Linked DNA regions of Sus scrofa: region 2 is linked to region 1. A link is a contact called in public Hi-C data. All regions are on one chromosome and are shown on one strand. Each heading gives the region's core, a stretch centred on a gene start, on an enhancer-like site or on the middle of the called end of the contact. The rest is flanking DNA. Distances are from core to core; before and after follow the strand shown.

Region 1 (7,201 bases), core at 3,114-5,613:
GTTAATGAACCCAACTAGTATCCATGAGGACTCGGGTTTGATCCTTGGCACTGCTCAGTGGGTGAAGGATCCAGCGTTGCTGTGAGCTGTGCTGTGGGTCTCAGATGCAGCTTGGGTCTGGCATTGCTGTGGCTGTGGTGTAGGCCAGCAGCTACAGCTCCGATTCAACTTCTGGCCTGGGAACCTCCACATGACGAGGGTGTGGCCCTAAAAAGACAAAAGACAAAAATAAAATAAAAAGGCCTTTCTTCCTCACTTAGAAAACTGAGGCTGCAAACTAGGGAGCTCCCAAACTTACTCTTCCATGTTTAGGTCTATGTGGCTTCCATCTTTCCATCCTTATGGATTCCTGTTGATTAAGGCTTCAGATCTGGCTCCCCTAACCTACCACCTTCACCTGTATCTTTACTCTAAGCTCATAAACTTGTTTACTTTCTCCATCTGAAAATCAAACCAAACAAAAAACCTCTGTTACCATCCTTTCTCCCTTCACAGGCCAGCTTCCTGCAAAGAGAACTCTGATCACTCTCTTCTTTTCTTACCTCCTGGTTCCTCTCTAATCAAGTTTCTGCCTTATCACTCCACTACGAATGAGTCATCAGTTGAGTCCGCTGTGGACAAAACAAACTGGCCCTTCCCTTCCTCCTTTGCCTGTTCTCCCTGAGCCATTCGATCCGAGGGCTATCCCTTCCTCCCCTGGCTTTGTTCATTTGTCTCTCCTCTCTGCTGTCAAATCTCTTAGCTGCTTCTGAGTGTCTTTATTGGCTCCCTTTGGACTCTCATCCCCTAAATGCAGAGTCACCGGGTTTGTTCTGTACTGGGCTCTTCCCACACTGACTGCTTTCCCTGGCTGACCCCATCTGCAATCATGGCTTCTATTACCACCGCTTATTGAAAATTTCTGGAGTTCCCCCTGTGGTGCAGTGGGATCTATAGCATCTCTGCAGTGCCGGGACATAGGTTTGATCTCCAGTCCAGCACAGTGGGTTAAATGATCTGGCCTAGGTCGCAACTGTGGCTCAGATCTGATCCCTGGCCTGGGAACTCCATATGCTGTGGGGCTGCCAAAAGAGGGGAAAAAAAAATTCTTGCCTTTAGTTCTGTTTAGGCTTTTCTTCTGAGTTTCAGACCCATATGCCCAACTGGACACTTACAAGTCCCTCAGGTACCTCAGACTCAGCCTCTTCCCAACAGAATTCCTATCTTTTCAGCCAAACTTCTCCTGGATTCTTTGTGAATATTGTCATTATCCAGGATCCCATCCTCTTTTCATCATTTCTAGCCAGTCATCACCTCTATAAAGATGGGAGTTCACGTTGTGGTGCAGTGGAAATGAATCTGACTAGGAACCATGAGGTTGCGGGTTCGATTCCTGGCCTCACTCAGTGGGTTAAGGATCCGGCATTGCCCTGAGCTGTGGTGTAGGTAGAAGATGCAGCTCAGATCTGGCATTGATGTGGCTGTGGTGTAGGCCAGCAGTTGTAGCTCTGATTAGACCCTTAGCCTGGGAACCTCCATATGCTGTGGGTATCACCCTTAAAAAACAGAAAACAAACGAACAACAAACAAAAAAAGTCTAGAGAGATGGAAAGATTTGAGTTCACTGGAATCCTGGGGAAGCTGAGAGAGGGAGACTGGCTTGGTAAGGCTGCTCTCCTGAAGAGATGCAGTGGATTGGGGGCTCTACACACAGCGGGAGCCTGCTCAGTGAGGGAAGGATAGCCGTGGATGAGGCTTCCAATCTTGTGTAAACTTAACCGAGCATCACCAAGGACTGAAGTATTTGAAGAGAAAGGAACAGAGCCTGCCAGTGCTCGAATAGATCTGGAAAGAGATAGCTCAGGGATAACCAGAGACAGAAAGGAGCCTAACACAGTAAGACTTGGAAGTGGAATGGAGTTCCCCATTGTGGCTCAGTGTTAAGAACCTGACTAGTATCCGTGAGGATGCATGTTTGATCCCTGTTTCACTCCCAGATCTAAAGATCTGACATTGCCATGAACTGCAGTTGTAGGTTGCAGATGCAGCTCAGATGTGGCATTGCTGTGGCTGTGACTGTGGCTGGCAGCTATGGCTCCAATTCAACCCCTAGCCTGGGACCTTCCATGTGCCATGGGTGTGGCCATTAAAAAAAAAAAAAAGAAAAAGAAAAAAGAAAAAAAGTGGGAGGGCCAAGAGGACTTGGATCTCTCAGGGATGAGGAAGTCTGAGTGTGTGTTATTTATGTCCCATTTACAGTGTTTACTTCTGTAAGGTCTCCAACAGGATCCTCTTTCCCTCCAGGTTACTGCTTACCTCCACATCTTGTCCAAAAAGCAAATCTTACTAAGCCATTGGCTCTTTTAACATTTGGACAAAGTCCCGTTTACTATCTAGCCCCATCTCTCACTACTACTTATGTATTCTTTTTGCTTCAGCCGTGTGGAAGTTATTCCATCTCTTAAAAGCACCAGGCCTTCATATAGGGGTTCCATACTCCCATGCTTGGAATACCCATCTCAGTTTCTTTCTTTCTTCATCTTCTTCTTCTTTTTTTTTTTTTTTTGGTCTTTTTGGCTTTTTAGGGCTGCACCCCTGGTATATGGATATTCCCAGGCTAGGGGTACAATCGGAGCCGTAGCAGCTGGCCCAAGCCAGAGCCACAGCAATGCAGGATCTAAGCTGTGTCTTCGACCTACACCACAGCTCATGGCAACACCAGATCCTTAACCCACTGAGCGAGGCCAGGGATAGAATCCACGTCCTCATGGGTGCTGGTCAGGTCTGCCAACCGCTGAGCCATGACAGGAACTCCTCACCTTCTTTTTAACCCCAGTCATTCTGCCATTTCTTTCCCTTCAGGACTCAATTTAAGCACCACTTCCCAGAAGCCTTTTAGAATACTGGAGTTCCAGTCATGGCTCAAAAGTAACGAACCCGACTAGTATCCATGAGGATGTGGGTTCAATCCCTGGCCTTGCTCAGTGGTTTAAAGAGTCTGGCATTGCCATGAGCTATTATGTAGGTCACAGACATGGCTTGGATCTGGCGTTGCTGTGGCTGTGGCACAGGCCAGCAGCTGCACCTCCCATTTAACCCCTAGCCTGGGAACCTCCACATGTAGTGGGTGTGGCCCTAAAAAGACAAAAACAGAAAGCAAGCAAACAAAAAAACCCAGAAGACTTTTACAATACCAATTTCATTTTCTCTGGGCTATCATAGCATTCTACACATAACATAAAAATACCCTTTACAACAATTCACTGTAATCCGTTAACTTGCTTCTCTTCCCTGGTAGACCAGGTAATTTATGAAGGCAGATCTCAGTCTGTCTGTCTTTCTATCCCTTATGTTTAGCTCGACAGCAGTCTAAATGCATAAATAGTTATCAACCAGTAAAGTTTTAAAAGTTTAAGCAAAAGGCTATTTAGAAAACTTTTAACATTTCAATGACAGGCCATTTAATTATCTCACTAACTGTGCGTCTTCATTCCTGAAGGTGAGTGCATTGTTGCTGGCTCATTTGCCAGTGGAAAAACCTGAACATTTAAGGGCAAATCTCCTGGAGGTACCTGCCTACAGACAGACTGCAAGCGGCCTGTCGCCTGCAGAACCCACAAGATCTGCGTCTTTCTCCTGGCCTTGACCTACATAGCACCTAGAAACACTAAAAGAAGTGAACAGATAGATGTATTTAGGGTAATCTCTTTTGTCTTTAGGTTCAGGAATGCACAGATGTCGGTCTATGTGGGTGTTTTTGTGTGTCTGAGTGCATGTGTGCATGGGGAGGGAGGAAGAGGGTCAAGGGTTCATCTCTTTTTCTCAGATGCCTTCCCTAACTTCGTTGACCGGGTTCTATTCACCTCTGCATCCTCTCCGAGCACCTTATTCTCCTTCTCTGCACTGATCACAGCTCTGATTGCATGTGTGTGCTGACCGCTTGTCTCCCTCGCTAGATGGTAAACCGTACCCGACGAGGTAAGGAACGTATTACGTTCCTGTTCACACTAGTAATCCTCCAGCCCAGTAGGACGCCTAAGGCATCACTGGTATTTCACAAATATTTCTTCGACCCTTGTTTCTGGGCAAGACTTGGGTGGACCCACCGTACAAGGGAGCCAGCGCCCGCCCCCAGTGGGCACAACGCCCCGCCCACCAACTACCGCTCGAGGCTGGGCCGGGCGGGGCCCGGCGGGGCGCTCTCGCGGGGACAGTTCTCCGGCTCGCGTGGGCGCGGCCCGGGGAGGGCGGAAACACCGAGGGGGCGGACACGGCGCGAGGCCGAGGCCTGGCCAATGAGCGCCGGCAGGGCGGGGCTCGCGGCCGGCGGTCCGAGCGCGCGCGGAGCTGGGCGTGCCCACGGGTGACGCGCCGGGCCGGGCGGGCCAATGGGCGCGGGGTGGCGGGCGGGCGGGCCTGGTGGCCGGGGGTTTAGGGCGCGCACGGGAGGCCGGCCGGACAGACTGACGTTCAGCTGCAACGCGGGTGGCGGTTTGTCCGGGATGGCGCTGGCGCGGGCCTGGAAGCAAATGTCCTGGTTCTACTACCAGTACCTGCTGGTCACGGCGCTCTACATGCTGGAGCCGTGGGAGCGGACTGTGTTCAGTATCCTGCCCGGGCCTCGGGGCCCGGTGGGGGCGCGGAGCCGGGGCCGCATCCTCCCGGGGCCCAGGCCCTGGAGGGCTGGGTGGTAGGGGGGCGGCGGGAGGGCGGAGAGGCGGCCCCGCGGGAGCCGCGCACCGACTCGTTTCTTCGTGGCGGGCACGCGGAGCCGAGGTCTCGGCGCCGAGGGTGACGCTCCTGCGGTGGTGGGGGGTGGGGAGGCGGCGGGAACTCTTGAGATCCGAGGTCGCGGATGAGTCACTTGACCCGAAATAGAAGCGTCTTTATTAGTGGAGGAGATTCCCCTCCGGCGATGTGTGCCTGGTGTGCCTACCCTTGCACTTCAGCCGTGGCATCCTTTGGTTCAGTCTCCTGTTCTTGTGGGAGGTGTAAGTGGAGCAGATTGCTCCCGGCTCGGACGGCTTTGACCTTTAACTGTCCCTGATTTACCTGGCTTTAGTTCTAATGAAAATGCTAACCAGTTTATCAGCTTTTAAATCCGGTTGTGAATTTGTGTTCATGGCGTCCCAATATAGTTTTAGAAAGCAATTTTTTAAATTGTACCTATTTGGTCTTCATGATGGTTAGTTTAAAAAGTGCATTCTACTCGTTAATTTGCCATTTGCACAGTTCTTAGCAGTCAAGCTCGAAAGGAATTTGTGGTTAGTTGTAGGTAGTGTTTGAAACCGTTTAATAGATCGCCAATAACTACTTGTCCGACTATTGAGCGTTTACTGTGAGCCAAGCAACTCTGCTAAGCAGTTTGCCTGTTATCTTAAGGCATCTAACTTTCATAACCTCAGTTAATAACTCAAGGTTGTGAAGAAATGCTTCCCGAAGTGTCTCCACTTGTCTGTGTTGAGATCCTTTGATATTATTCTAGAATAAACACTAATAATTAGATGTAACTTTTTTTTTTTTAACTTGGGGGCCAATGAGGAACATAATTTACGTAGCATGCTTGCTTCCTATAGGGCCTCTCCTCTTCAATGTGGTTTAGTTTGGAGTAGCTTCAGAACAACTTTGAACAACTTTGCAAATGCATTATTGCATTGTGGTAGAATGACTGAGGTAATTTCATTCCAAGGCTTAATCAGTGTGTTTATTTATATTAAACAGGCATAAGATTGCACTAAAAGCAGAGTCTTTTGTTTCACCACTTCTGAGGTATCTTAGCTGCTTACAAGCAAACTTAGTTTTATTATTGTTGACATTTCTTTACAAACCTGGAATTTAAGAACCAGAATGCATGTTTTGGATTTAAAGTTTGAAGGTAAAGTATGCTCTAATTTTCTACACCATTTATTTGTTACTACAGTTCAGTTTCACTCTAAGTTCTATAGGTTGGAGCTAATGAGGACCTCTTTGTAAAATGTATAGTAAACTGTATACTGAAATGTAGAGCATCTCTCTTTTTCTTTTCTTTTCTTTTTTGTCTCTTTAGGGCCACACCCACGCCATATGGAGGTTCCCAGGCTAAGGGTCTAATCAGAGCTACAGCTGCTGGCCTATGCCAGAGCCACAGGATTGGAGCTGCCTCTGTGACCTACACCACAGTTATAGCAACAGCGGATCCTTAACACAGCGAGGCCAGGGATCCAACCCGCAACCTCGTGGTCCTATTGACTTTCGCCTCTGGAGGGGGAGTTTTTAACATGTTTCAGAAGTCCCCTTTCTCTGCTGGCAGCCATCCCTGGGAAAGGAAAAGACCAGGTTTTGTAACCAGTGAGACACTCCCTGAGGGCCTCACTGAGTAACATTGTAACCATGCTGTTGAGGGGAAGTGGAGAATTGAAAATACTTTGTTATAATACTTGCAAGCATAGGAGTGTAGTGGCTGAGCTGTTAAGGAATGAGACTAGGATTCATGAGCATGTGGGTTCGATCCCTGGCTTCGCTCAGCCGGTTAAGGAGCTCAGTGGGTTAAGGATCCGGCGTTGCCGTGAGCTGTGGTGTAGGTCACAGACAGACTCGAATCCTGTGTTGCTGTGGCTGTAGCATAGGCCGGCAGCTACACCTCCGATTCTACCCAGGCTGTGGGAACCTCCATGTGCCGTGGGTATGACCCTAAAAAGACAGAAACAAACAAAACCCCCCTCCCCAAAAAACCCCTTGTAAGCATAAATAAAAGTTATTTTATCCTTTTTTTTAAAAATAAAAAAAGTTTTATTCTGTAATCACTGGGTTATATTTGCCATCTCTCTACAGCTTCTTATGTTTCCATGGCATTTTTACTTCTGTTTTATTTTAAGCAAAAGTGTGGGCAGTTTTTTTGTTTTTGTTTTTTTTTGGGGAGGGAAATTAGATTCCCCCCAAGACAGTCATGTTTCTTCAGGGAAAGAGTTTTTTTTTTTTTTAATTAAATTTTATTTTATTTTTTGAGTGGGTATTTATTACACTTTTACTTAGAAATGGGTGGGAAAATAATTTGTATCACAATATATTACTTCTAGAATAAAGTTTATATTGCATCCTGATACGATTACCCTGAGTAACAGTAAATCTTCTGTCTGTTAAAATCGTGTATTTTTAAAATCTGTTAGCTCTTATTTTTTTAGCTCAGTGAATTTTATTATATTTATAGTTGTACAGCGATCATTGCAACCCAATTTTATAGCAT
Region 2 (7,201 bases), core at 1,473-3,972, 2.2 Mb after region 1:
GGAAAGAGAAATGAATTTGGTCTCAGAAGATGATAGGACCGGTACCACTACTGCCTGGGGAAATCACTACACACTTAGCCTAAGTTTCCTTTTCTGAGAAATGGGATTTTCCACCTTTTTTGGTCTAAAACGTCACTGATTGTAAGAGGCACCATAGTTTTAGATAGCACTATGAAAACACAGGTGATTGTTTTATTCCACTGGTAATGAAAGTAGTTACAATTATTATGACATTTATTGGTAATAGAGTCCAAACATTCCAGAACATAAAACTAAAACTCAGAGTTCCTTCTGTGACACAGTGAGTTAAGAATCTGACTGCAGCAGCTCAGATCACTGAGGAGGTGCCAGTTTGATCCCCCAGCTGGAACAGTGGGTTAAAGGATTCAGTATTGCTGCAGCTGTGGCTTGAACCAGGGAATTTCCATATGCCACAGGTGTGACGGTGAAATTAAAAAAACAAAAGCAAAACCAAAAAACTCTAAAACTCAGTTTTTTGTTGTTAAAAAATCAATTAGCCGAGAAAAATCCTTTAAATCAAACTTTCCTAAAGTCAAGTTGTTAAAAATGCCTACTGAGACTCCTGAAATCTTAAGATACAAAAGATTATCTAAAAAGCCACCAACCTCAAAACTTTGCTATACAACTTGCAAAAAATGTGTTAAAGTACATCGCCCCCTAAAAAAGTGATTGGAGACTTAATCTCACTTAACTGTTGATAAGAGCAAGAATTGGTTTCATCAAAATCTAAATATGAGACCTTAAATATTTTCTAGTTTGGCAGAAGCCAACAGTGTTTCAATGCTGCAAATGTGTGGAGTGAAAACATGAGAGTAATTACAAAGGTATAAGGTGAACTGGGTAAATGTACTCAGGGAGCCAGGACCAGGAAAAAAGAAACAGGAAGAAAAATCTAAGGGAACATAGAGACTCGGGAGAAAGAAAAAAAACAAAAAAAAAAACAACCGTGTAACAGAAAGGAGAGAACAGAATAAGGAAATCCAAAATGTTAAATACTTCTGGCAATTGTCCTCCTGGATAAGGGTTTCAATAAATGTACAGCCTTTCAGAAAATATCCAGAAAAGAAACAGGCTGAATTCAATAGTGATGAGGGTGGGTGGAGCTATTTTTCTTATCCAACTGATTATACATTAAAAAAAAAAAAAAAAAAAGTATAGCTAAAGGAGAGCCTAATGAGTGAGGGAGGTGAGGCCTAGAGACCAATTAAGTGGCTCCATAACAGCCTCATACTAGTGAGGACACAGAAACTGGGCTCCAATCTAGCCTAAGAAAGGGAATTTGTTAGCTCATGTAACTAAACTATGGAAAGGATTGAATGATCCAGAAACTCAAAGGAAATCAGACAGTCTTCCTTCATTTCTTTTTCTGGTGTTTCTCTCTCAATTTTCTTCCTTGGGGTACAGAACTTGGACACCAAGGGCCTTGGGTTTACATCCTTAAAGCTCCATGATCCAAGGGTTAAAAACAAACCAACAAACAGAGACCCAGACCCTCTACCTGGCCAAAAGATCCATCAGTATATTCTAAAATCACTAAGTGAAAGATGTACAGGGAAACTTTATAATGGAGGGGTCAGGCTGCTGACCTCGCCTGAACCCACTGGTTCAGCCAGATATTACCTGCATTGAGATGCCATAGAAAGTATACGCCTTAACCAAAAATAAAAAAAATTGAGAAGGGTCTAATTATACTTTACATTTAACTATAAATTTTCAAGAAACATGGTGGATAGAGAAACGAGATCATCAGTCATAAATGAGCCAAAAGCAAGAATCGTGACGTTCCCCGGTGCAAATATCTGGTTTCCCCAATAAATCAATAGCATAAAGAGAAAGAGGGTGGGGAGGGAGGCGTTAAGGGAATTGAGACTTAAGAGGCTCAGCAACCAAATACAATGTGGAAAGACAGAACCTTGACTGTGAGGGAGGTGGGGTTTAGAGACCTCCATTAAGTGGCTTTCTAAGAGCCTCATAGCAGTGAAGACACAAACCAGTCTAGATCTCTATAACAAACCAACAATAAAAGGCATCTTTCAAACAATCAAGGAAATTTGAACGTGATAGGTTCCTAGGGTGTTGGCAGATGTGACTCTTGCGATTGAGCAACACTGGACAAGAACGAAAGAAAAGCGGCTGACCAGGGATGACTTATTTCCTGCTAACGTCAATCCCTGTCCTTGACAGAATGGTTGCATTCACTCATTTGACTTCAACTAAGTCAAGTCTGAAATAAAGTCCTTTGCCACATCCCCGCCCCTTCTTCCTGCCACCAGGCCTTTATAAGCCGAAAGCCTCACGGTCGCTGCTGAGGCCATCCTGAGCTCAGCCCATACGTTTCAGAAGCCTCTCTTGCTTTACTTACTTGGCTGTATGCAGTTCCTCCCTCCGCAAACCTTACAGAGCCTTACAGAACCCACAGAGTGCATATTATGGAATATTCAAGAATTACCTTAACTTTTCTAGATGTGTAATGGCTGGGTGATTACTTTTTTTTCCCCCAAATTCTCATCAAAGGAAGTTTAAGTGAGAAACGAAGTGAGTGAGGCGGCCCGCTTTATACCGCTGCCGCCTCGCCGACAGACAGCTCGCGCTCCGCTCGCTCGCCCGATCCTCGAGGGCGCAGAGCCCAGAGCCGTCAGCCGCGCTCGCCGCACCCAGCATGCTCCGCGGACCGAGCGCCTCAGCAGGAGGACCCACCGCCCGCACCTAGAGCCCCGGACGCGGCCCTTTACCCAAGGTGCCTCGGGCGCTCATTTGCATGGCCCACAGACATGTGAAGCCGACAGATCGCCGCGGTCTAGCGATCGTGGCACCAAACGTGCGAGCTTCGTGAGTGGGTCCGCGACGTCAAATATCTCTAAATGTCCCGCGGTCGCCGGGAAGAGGCGCAGCTTGGTCACCGTAAGTGTGATAGCAGAGATATCGCCGTGCCTTATATAGCCTGTGGACAGAGGCTGAATCGTGCTCGCTTCGGCAGCACATATACTAAAATTGGAACGATACAGAGAAGATTAGCATGGCCCCTGCGCAAGGATGACACGCAAATTCGTGAAGCGTTCCATATTTTGCGCGGTCTAAACAGCCTTAGCCTTTTGAAAGCTCCAAAAGCACGTCTGGCACTCAGTCCTGAAATTGTGATTTATTTTCAGTATAAAAGTGTTCGTATAATGCAATCTATGAAATGAGAATGAAGCTGAGTTACATCTGGAAATTAATGTCCAAAGGAAACACCGTGAGTCAAAAGCAAAACGTCTGGCACTCAATACTGAAATTGTGATTTATTTTCACTATAAAAATATTCATATGAGGCAATTTATTAAATGAGAATGAAGCTGAGTTGCACATGGAAATTTATGTCCAAATATGCCTTCTTTTCACATCTCGGAAATGAGGGAAATATCAACTTGCATCCCTTTCATAGAACTTAAAAGTTCTGAAATCGACTTATTCATGGTCTTATCTCCTCCAACCATACAAAAGCAAGAGACCCAAGTGGGTTCGCCTCTTGTTCAAGACTGCCTGACATGAATTACTGGATGAGTCCTCAACAAATCATTTCTAAATTATTAAATTACTGAATTATCGCTAAGTTACTGAATCCTGCTAAAGGAAGTAAAGAACATTAGCGCACATTTCTGGGACCTACTTTGTTACATTCCTTGGTCGTGTTGGACTAGAGTGCGTAAATTCTCGCTCAGATTGTGAGCTGGACCAAAGCAGCGACTGTTATCGGATCAGATCAACGCTGGCCAGTGCATGTGGATCCTAGAGCTCCAGATTCAGTTAAAAACTGACGCAGCAAGCTCATTCGTATCTGCTTTCCGTAGTCTGAGACAGATCTTGTGGGCCTGTTCTTATTTGGCTTCTAAGGGGCACTCAAAATGCCTCTTTACCTAAATCGGGTGGATTCCGTCACAGGAAATTTGAAAGTTCATTACCCAAACCAAAAGCAGATTTTTTTAACCAATGAAAACAAGCATTCGACTACAGACACTACGATTACCCAAGTAACTTATAGAAACATGACCGGTGGGCCATGGAAATGCCAGGGTAGCAGTCGAGCTAGACTGCGGTGGAAGAGTCTCGCCAGAGTCCTCAAGGCGCAAAAGGAGAGCAGGTCTCTTAAACTAATCTCAAAACCCCACCTCTCCCCAGCAAAGGGGGCAGGGCGCAAAATATGGAACGCTTCACGAATTTGCGTGTCATCCTTGCGCAGGGGCCATGCTAATCTTCTCTGTATCGTTCCAATTTTAGTATATGTGCTGCCGAAGCGAGCACGATTCAGCCTCTGTCCACAGGCTATATAAGGCACGGCGATATCTCTGCTATCACACTTACGGTGACCAAGCTGCGCCTCTTCCCGGCGACCGCGGGACATTTAGAGATATTTGACGTCGCGGACCCACTCACGAAGCTCGCACGTTTGGTGCCACGATCGCTAGACCGCGGCGATCTGTCGGCTTCACATGTCTGTGGGCCATGCAAATGAGCGCCCGAGGCACCTTGGGTAAAGGGCCGCGTCCGGGGCTCTAGGTGCGGGCGGTGGGTCCTCCTGCTGAGGCGCTCGGTCCGCGGAGCATGCTGGGTGCGGCGAGCGCGGCTGACGGCTCTGGGCTCTGCGCCCTCGAGGATCGGGCGAGCGAGCGGAGCGCGAGCTGTCTGTCGGCGAGGCGGCAGTGGTGCGGTCTTGGCGGCCTGCCTGGAACAAGTGGCATCTCTCTAAGTGTATGGGAATCGGTTGGCCCACTGGGCCACCAGGACGTTGGGTCACTAGGGTTCTGAATCGGACTCGGATCCTCCTAGAAAAATGTGGAACGTGTCGCTGATATATCACCTGTGACATGGGAGCCTTGTACAATTTCCAAAGACTTTATTGAAGTGAGCCCAGTGTCCAGCCTTCCAGGAGATTTCCTCCAACGACTTGACCACTCAGATCTGACGGTCAACACCACACTCTAGGATACCCCAGGCTCCACCAGAACACGAGTGTTTCGGACCTGAGTCCTTCCGCGCAATCGTCAGTGGGATGGTGGGGCGGAGCCAGGGTGGCTGGTCACGCCCTTTCACAGGTGTCACCTTAGAACCTGGCCTCCAACCTACTGGAACATTGAAGAACACGTTAAAGCGCACGTATTTGGTTTGAGTGATGGATCCGAAGAATTAAGCTATTAGATCTGAACTGGAGAATCATTCTTGTATTTTCCTATATTTCTCCACACCCTAACCCTAGCCCTGTTATGATACAAACATGCAGAACAGATCTAAGTGCAAGAAATACTGGAATGTTCACAGCCTTGTAAATTAACTATACTTCAATAAAACTTTTTAAAAATACTGGAATGTTTGCGTTACAGAGTCTGATTTTAACTACAGCAAAAACCATACTGCTCAAGTCTTACACGTTGTGAACTGAGGGCTAAAGGTAAAAGCCTCCATATACTGAAGTAAAGTGTAGGGCATAGGTTTCCCTGCGTTGTGTTAAAGTGGCATCCTTAACAAGGAATATGGCATATTTATAAAATAAGTGAAGTTTTGCTTCTTTTTTTCCTTCCTGTGGTTGTCCTTCCCTTTCCACGACACAATATTTTGAAGTAAAAAGCTGTGAAGGATCGGTAACTTTGAGAAGTTTTAAAATTAGTATCCAATTTTGTGATGCAGTAAAAGAAAATAGGATGAACCCATATGAGTTTCTGGTATTGCTGAGACAAAAATAGCGAAAGGAACAGAAAGCCTACAGGGATTATTGCTAAACCTACCTTTCTCTGTTGTTATAATTCCTTTCTTTAACAGCTTCTGAAAAGTAATAAAATACACCGTTTTTAGCCCCACCCAAAATGAGGCAAAAATGACAGCCTATTGAGTTAAATTGCCCAATTACAAATAAAATATGCTTCCATGTCTTTCTTCTAATGGCCTGTCTTTCCAATAAGCATTTCTGACTTCAAAGCTATTGAGAAATGGTAAATTGATGTTCAACTTTATGATTTGAGATATATCAATCCCTTTCATGTTCTTACTCTCTTTAGAAATCTTACAGCCAGACAGTTTGTAAAAGGATACATAGTATAGGAAGTTATAGTTGGAAGGATGGTCAGAGTTCCAAGGTCATAAATTTGATATCTATATCAGTTGTAAGTTCCTTTAGTCAGGCTACACTTCTGGATGACCATATTTAAGCGTGTTATACTCTGAAAACAGGAAAAATGTTTACCAAAGACTGAAAAAAAAAATGAACATTGACTAAAAGATCAAATCCTTTGGGCAAAATATCTTTATAATGGCTTTAAGTTATCAGATGTGTGCAGAAATACCAAAAAAAGAGCCTGATTTTAGAGTCCTGGCACTTTTGAACAATGTGCTGTTAGAGAATTAGAGCAGAATTTCTCACAAGTGATTTATGTATGACTCCCTTTAAAGCAATAAGTTCTCTTTAGGTTTCCAGTATTGCTGAAATTACTTCTATTATATTGTTATTTAAATATGTACAAACATAAAACTGGCTATAAACTCCTTATACTTACAGCTGTTATAACTCTAAAACCAAAGCAGATTTACAAGTTAAATACACAACTACAAATCAATACAATTCAAATTAATGTAAATTTATTGCAGTAGATGATGTGTTTGTTTTAAACTAAATCACCAGTGTTGGATTTGATAATGGACAGATGAAGTCTCATGTTCAGCTCTATACCTAATTTGTTTCTGTATATTCACTAATCCAGAGAATGCCAGTTCACATAAGTACGTTCTGAAAAAACTGAACCTTTGTTTTCTACCAAATTATATAGATACTGGAACATACTTTTTTGATATTTTAGCATTTTAAAAATCAGGACACAGGAGGAGTTCACATCGTGGCTCAGTGGTTAACGAATCCGACTAGGAAACATAAGGTTGAAGGTTTGATCCCTGGCCTTGGTCAGTGGGTTAAGGATCTGGCCTTGCCGTGAGCTGTGGTGTAGGTCACAGATACAGCTCGGATCCAGCGTTGCTGTGGCTCTGGCGTAGCCAGATTGGACCCCTAGCCTGGAAACCTCCATATGCTGTGGGAGCGGCCCTAGAAAAGGCAAAAAGCAAAAGACAAAAAAAAAAAAAAAATCAGGACACAGTAGATGGGAGCTGAGACTCTATGAAATAAGGTACTTTAGGAAAATCAGGCCTCCTGGTTGATATTCTG

Evidence for each region. Hi-C and Micro-C count contacts between places; a contact is called where the count stands out from the background.
Region 2: a Hi-C map of subcutaneous adipose tissue shows a contact between it and region 1, with 2.2 times the contacts expected there. The contact joins the promoter of AKAP6 here to the promoter of SPTSSA in region 1. A contact is called at or near these places in 1 of 5 promoter capture datasets (liver) and 1 of 47 Hi-C or Micro-C datasets (subcutaneous adipose tissue).

Annotation. Positions count from the first base shown.
Region 1 is chr7:65,298,524-65,305,724 of Sscrofa11.1, forward strand. It overlaps SPTSSA (serine palmitoyltransferase small subunit A), which reads left to right and starts at 4,364. Exons shown (of 2, transcript XM_001926473.3): 1 at 4,364-4,584. The coding sequence starts at 4,368.
Region 2 is chr7:67,459,425-67,466,625 of Sscrofa11.1, forward strand. AKAP6 (A-kinase anchor protein 6) reads right to left here and starts at 2,723. Exons shown (of 16, transcript XM_021099874.1): 1 at 2,471-2,723.